Linked DNA regions of Rattus norvegicus: region 1 is linked to region 2. A link is a contact called in public Hi-C data. All regions are on one chromosome and are shown on one strand. Each heading gives the region's core, a stretch centred on a gene start, on an enhancer-like site or on the middle of the called end of the contact. The rest is flanking DNA. Distances are from core to core; before and after follow the strand shown. Region 1 has its middle 250 kb from the start of Rnu6-210. Region 2 has its middle 10 kb from the start of Tas2r7l.

What was found. Hi-C and Micro-C count contacts between places; a contact is called where the count stands out from the background.
Region 1: a contact with region 2 is called in a Hi-C map of liver, with 5 times the contacts expected there. The contact joins two enhancer-like sites. A contact is called at or near these places in 7 of 12 Hi-C or Micro-C datasets (the A7r5 cell line, Schwann cells, frontal cortex and 4 more).

What each region holds. Positions count from the first base shown.
Region 1 is chr4:43,437,106-43,440,409 of GRCr8, reverse strand. No RefSeq gene overlaps it. Among named protein-coding and RNA genes, the nearest start is that of Rnu6-210, 250 kb to the left of the region's middle. Within about 2 kb of position 1,494, at least 1 of the 93 cell types and tissues checked has an H3K27ac peak or open chromatin away from gene starts, as enhancers often do. A contact at or near this core is called in liver, where this site is marked.
Region 2 is chr4:42,544,505-42,547,513 of GRCr8, reverse strand. No RefSeq gene overlaps it. Among named protein-coding and RNA genes, the nearest start is that of Tas2r7l, 10 kb to the right of the region's middle. Within about 2 kb of position 1,268, at least 7 of the 93 cell types and tissues checked have an H3K27ac peak or open chromatin away from gene starts, as enhancers often do. A contact at or near this core is called in liver, where this site is marked.

The sequences.
Region 1 (3,304 bases), core at 245-2,744, 890 kb before region 2:
ACTACCTAAATAGATTACTACATCCACAGTAATGCATAGCTATGGGTCAGGGCAGCCCTCTACAGCAAGTCAAATATACCCATCATCAACCATAACTAGAGTACCTGAGTTCTAGGTCACCCCCAACATTAATTCTAATTTTGAGACAATAAGAAAACATTATGTGAAATAAATCACACTTCTTAATAAGAATTCATGATTTAAACAGGATCCAACCATGATTACCACGGCCCTCTTTAAGAGAACATGACATTGACAGATTTCCTTGTGATGGATAAGTCAGTCAATCTACACTGCCTTTTATGATGTCATTTTGCCCAAATAGAATTATTTTCATTTTTAATCTCTTTACCAATCCAATGAAATTGGTGGCTCAGGGGAAGCATGGGAAGAAAGCTCTGGGGTCAATAATCTGTGGGGTGGATTCATCATTGGAGGTTTTAACATTCCATAATATAACTGACTCTAGTATTCCAAGGGCCATCACCAATGGACAAGAAAGAATAACTTAGTATTCCTACAGCAGGGCCTAATACATACAAACTGTGCAAGCCACCTCCATAATAGTCTACTAACTATTACTATTTGAGTTTTACAATGCTTAATAAACTCTCCATCTCTCACTCTGACTTTGCTCAAATGATTTACTGTATATTTTAAACTACATGAATAATGATGACTATCTAAATATGAGTATGAGTTTATAGAAAAGTATGACTTAGGGGTAAAGGCAATCCTTGCAGCATACTACTAGGACTTCTGCCCCATCCCCTGCATCCATGCAAAAAGTAATGGGTATGGTGACATGCAGTTATAATCTCAATGTTATTAGACTTTAGTCAAGAGTTCACTAGCCAGTCTTCTTCATCAGTGAGCCAGATCTCATTGAGAGAGCTTCTCTCAAACAACAAGGTGAGTGGATCCTGTGGAAATGCATAAGAGGTTGACATTCCTATACACACACACACACACACACACACACACACAGAGAGAGAGAGAGAGAGAGAGAGAGAGAGAGACTCACAGAGACATGTGTGTCTGTGTGTGTGTGTGTCTACATACATGTCTTAGTCAGTGTTCTATTGTAAAGAGACATCATAATCAACTCTTATAAAGGAAAGCATTTGATTAGGGAGGGCTTGCTTATAGTTTCAGAGGTTTAGTCCAATATTATCATATTGGGGAACATGACAGTACATTGGAGGCAGACATGGCAGCAGAGATCTCTAGATCAATCCAAAGGCAGACACAAGAGAGAGAGAGCAACTGGGGCTGGCTTGTGACTTTGAAACCTCAAAGGCTATCCCTGGTGACATACTTCCTCAAACAGGGGCTTTCCTCCTAATAGTCCCACTATCTGATGACTAAGCTTCAAATCTATGAGCCCATGGGGGTTATTCCTATTCTAACCATCCCATTCCACTCTCTGGCCCTGCAGTGGCTTGTAGCCATAATGCAAAGCTGTTTTTAATTCGACTATGAAAGTTCCCAAAGTCAATAATCTCAACATTGTTTAAAAGTCCAAAAGTTCGAAGTCTCTTCGGAGACTCACGTCAATCTCTTACCTGCAATCCCAGTAAAACCAAAATCAGAAAGCAGATCAGATAATTCCAACATACAATGACACAGAATATACACTATCATTCCAAAATAGAGGGGAGTAAAAAAAATAATGGATCAAAACAAGATCTAAAACTTGCAAGGCAAACTCCAAGTTCTGTATCTACATGCCTGATGTCAGATCTCCAACTCTTTTCACCTTTGTTGACTGCAACGCGCTCCTCTTCCTTGGGTTGGTTCCACGTCCTATTGGCAGCTTTCTTTGGCAGGTATCTGGTGACTCTGGCATCTGTGATATCTCTGAATCTCCAAGGCAATCTAGGCTTCCGCTTCACAGCCTCACACAAAGGTGTCTCTAGATCTCCATGAAGGGAAACCACTGACACATGTCTGACCTCAGCAACTTTCCTTAGGCATGGAGGAAGATTCCATAACCCCTTTTTCTTGCATCCTTGTCCAAATCCGGAACTTTGCGGTCAATTATGGAAGTTACGCAGCTTGCTTGGACTGGAACATGGTCCCCTTGTTCAAATACATTTTCACCAGCTAATAGTCTCTGTTTTATTTTTTTTTATATTAAGCATCTTCCAAAACAGAAGAACTCAAAGATATAGAGCCGTCAAGTGTTCCTGTCTTTGATGGAACTGTGTTTGCATTTTTTTACTTATACATTATGCTTGTTGCCATTGTCACTGACAAATCTAACATTTCCCAGATTAAGATCTGTGTCTTCAGGTTTTACCTCCTGACATATTGTTGCTATTAGTGTCTGAAGTGTTCGAATCGAAGACTGTGTGGAAAGCTATACAGATACTTACAGTACCGTAACGCATGAGAATAATATCAAAGGCAATTAAAGTATAAAGGATGTAAAAGAGGATTGGGTAGTTTGAGTTTCGAGTATAACTGGAGAATTGGGTAGGTAGATATAGGAAAACAAGTGTTATGGTCCATATTAACCAAAATAAGTTGTATGAAGAAGCCTTACAGAAATCTATTAGCTTGTAAGCTAATTAAAAATTGTAACACAGTTTTAAAGGGGTTTTAATATAACTATCCTGCAGGGATAGACAATAGTCCTCCAAGATTATGTGAACCATAATGAAAATCTCAGTACCATGCACTTTCTTATGAGTTACTAATCAGAAGCACCAAATCAACACAGATTATTGTCACTGCTCTATTATCATCAAAACTAGATGGTAACCCAAGATATCAGTCAGTTTCCATGCAGGACATGGAGAAATTAACCTTGACTGATCAGAAGTCTCCCTTACTGGATAAGCCATATGATGCCAAAAGGTGCTACATAGGCTGTTGAGTAAGAAAGGACATCTATAGTTTGACCTAGTGCTGGCTTTCGTGTACTATGTTACTGACTTGTCTAGCAAGATTTACCCACTGACACAATAGTGTAATGATGGTCATAGAGATAGGCAAACAGTTTCAAAATTATATCTAGTCAAAATCCAAGTATACGTGTGCATGCTCATCTGTTAATCTTATACAGTCACCTCTCATCTAAGGTTCAAGGAACAACTTGAAATAGTGTAAAATGTAGTCCAGTAACCTTTGGGCATAATGTGGCTGCTATGCATATCTGTTCATAGCAATTGAGGTTACCTGCACAAGGACTGCACAATATTAACACAGTCATAATTCCCCCTCCCTCCAAAGCCCCATTCCTGGGAGAAGAACTATAGAGAATGGGTAGTTGCTGAATAAGAAAGATTCACTCTCCTTT
Region 2 (3,009 bases), core at 19-2,518:
TGTAGCACAGGCCTTAGCTTGAATGTCTTCTGTAAAGACTTGTGATGATTCCTCCTGGCCTAAAGGATCTGCTTCCTAGGCACCACTACCACCTTCCTGTCTAGGCTCATCCCTTACCAATTCCTCCCATACTTGAAGAACAGTTATTCTGAGCTCCATCTAGTTGCTTCCCTGCAATTCATCCCTAGACTGGAGGAATGGACCTGTTTTATTCCTTCTGCCTGGAACACCTCTATTTCATGCAGGTAGATTCTATAAATCCTTTAGCTCCACATATTCCACAACACCTTACTGTTTTGCGCAGCTAGCTTTCACACTACCTATTTTGCAGCATATTGAGTTTTCCAGAGATGGCTGCAACCTCTCTCATTAAACATATTCTTTGGAGTCCTCAGCTGCCGATGGATTCAGTTTTCACGTTGTGAAGAAGCTCAGGTCTTATGGAGAGGCCATGTGTAGGTGCTGCAGCTGATAGTCTCTGCCCAGGTGCCAGACTTGTGTGTTGGGCCACCTCCCACAATTCCATTCCCCAGCCATTTGAGTGTTTCTGGCAGGGATCCCAGACACTGCCTCAGAGAACTGACCTCAATGTGCTTTTCACAAATCTCTGATCCACAAGGCATTTGAGCATAACTAGGAGGTGAAATCACTCCCAAGGCCTATTATTGCACAGCAACAGTAATTTATAGACTTTCCTTGATTACCCAGGTGTTGATTAGCCTCCCGTTCTCTGGATTCCCATGGTATCTTGAGCATCTCCCATCTGAACTCTCCTCTCTGAACTGTCTTCACAGCTTACTCATTTCTCCCTCACACTAGCTGTTCACTCTGAGGTCATACTCATCTCCTGTACCTGCGTGTTCTCAGTACTTTGCAGAATGTCAGGCATAAAAATAACTGTCCGACAAGGACTTGCTAAAAGCATCAGCATGGCAGGAATATTCTCATCCAGCTTGCTCTTTATATAGGAGAGTGCCGCTGGGTGATGCAAGGGTTAGCACATACCTAAGCTTTGTTCTATTGCATTGTTCTATTGTAAAATAGGTTTCAGTCTCTGAATTTTTTATGAAAGCAAGACAATGTCTGCACTGGAAGAACTACCCAGACAACAGGAAGGTTAAGAGGCCTAGGATATGCTTGAAGTAGCAATGATACTAGGGAATTTAGACTACAGAGGGACTCACTAATCGAAACAGTATCTAACTGACCTTTATCTAAGGCAAGGAATTAATTATTAACCACACAGCCTGACCCAAACCTGCTGAGGCAAGAGTTGAATTCAGATTTCAACAGAGGCCTTTATGACGCGCAAAAGATCCAGGGAAAAGGGTAAGGGTATGATCCAGAGGGTTGAAGACAAGATCAATGAATAACGAAAAAATGGAGGCTGTTTATGGAGAAATCAACCCTTTCTTCAGGCAAACTAGACAGAAATGGAAGCACTATAATGCCTTGGTCAAATAGAAGTCTAAAAATAATACTTAACTGCGTTTCCTGATTAGAACTACAGATAATGACTGACAATTGGGTTTTGTTAGATGAAAAACAAGGATTTCTCTCAATACAACATTTAAATGAAGCAGACAAAGGAGACTGAGATTCAGATTAAGATGTTCCCCAAACAGAAAGTAGAGACCTAATAAGAACTATTCTGTCAGAAAAGAATACTTTTGAGACGCTCTTTTGTCCTACACTGAATTTTCTTTCTTGAAGTATTAATATATAAAGACATTGTTAACAAAATAACAAATTCTGACAAGTAGATGAGTGTCTTCATAGAAAGCCATTTTGTGGTCAGAAGCCAGGGCCCTTACAAGGTTCACAATGAGTCTTTAAAGAGTAAAATACCAAATTGCAATGAATTCTGCCATGCCATGCTAAATGCTTTGATAATGTAGAATTAAATAAGGGAGAGATATACAAAAAGCATGAAACCTACAGAAAGTAAACATATTCATGATATAAAATCCATATCCATTTTAGTTGTGTTTTTCAGGGTCTGGAAATGATTTTTCTGAAATTTGAAAACTTTTGACTGTTTTATGAGGAACCTAAGTATTCCATCAAATGCAATCTCATACTTTCGCAGCAAAACCCAAATTCTGTTGAACCGATATGTGGTATGGTATAGAGTCATTTTCTATAGCAATTTCAATTCTTTTTACTTAAATTTCTTTCTCTACCTGCCAACATGGCTGAGAATCAAGACCATAGTAAAATCCTGCCACCTAGTGACAAAAATTGTCATTTTTAAACAGTTTTTATTTTTCCATTAATTTACTCACTGTACATCTTGATTGAAGTTCCCCTCCTCCCTGTTTCCCTTCACACAGTCCCTCATCCATCCCCTTCCCTTCTTCTCTGAGAAGGGAGAGGATCCCCCAAGGTACCAACCCACCCCACCTTCACTGAAAGATTAGGCACATCCTTTTCCACTGAGGCCAGACAAGGCAGTCTAGTTACTGGTACGGGATTCACATACAAGCAAGAGTCAGACGGAGCCCCTATTCCAGTTGTTGAATCACCCACATGAAAGCCAAGCTGCACATCTGCTGCATATGTGCAGGGTGGGGCATAGGTTTAGCAAATGCATGCTGTTTGGCTGATGATTCAGTCTCTGAGATGGGGAAGGCTCCATGGTGTCTATGAGGGTGACTCTAGCTGAGTCTCCAAGCAGTTGGGGATATGGAGCTTGAAGTGGTCACCTTCTATAGCAAGGCAGGACTCCCTGTGGATGGATAAGGGCACCAGCCCACCCCAAAAACCTTTAACCCATAATTTGTCCTGCCTTCAAGAAGTGCAGGAACGAAGATGAAACAGAGACCGAGGAATTGGCCAACCAGTAACTGGCCCAACTTGAGACCCATCCCATAGGCAAGAACCAATCCCTGACACTGTCAATGACACTTTGTTATGCCCATAGACAGGAGCCTAGCATAACTGTTCTCTGAGAGCCTCCACAAAGCAGCTGATTGACACAGATACAGATACCCACAGCTAAACATTCAG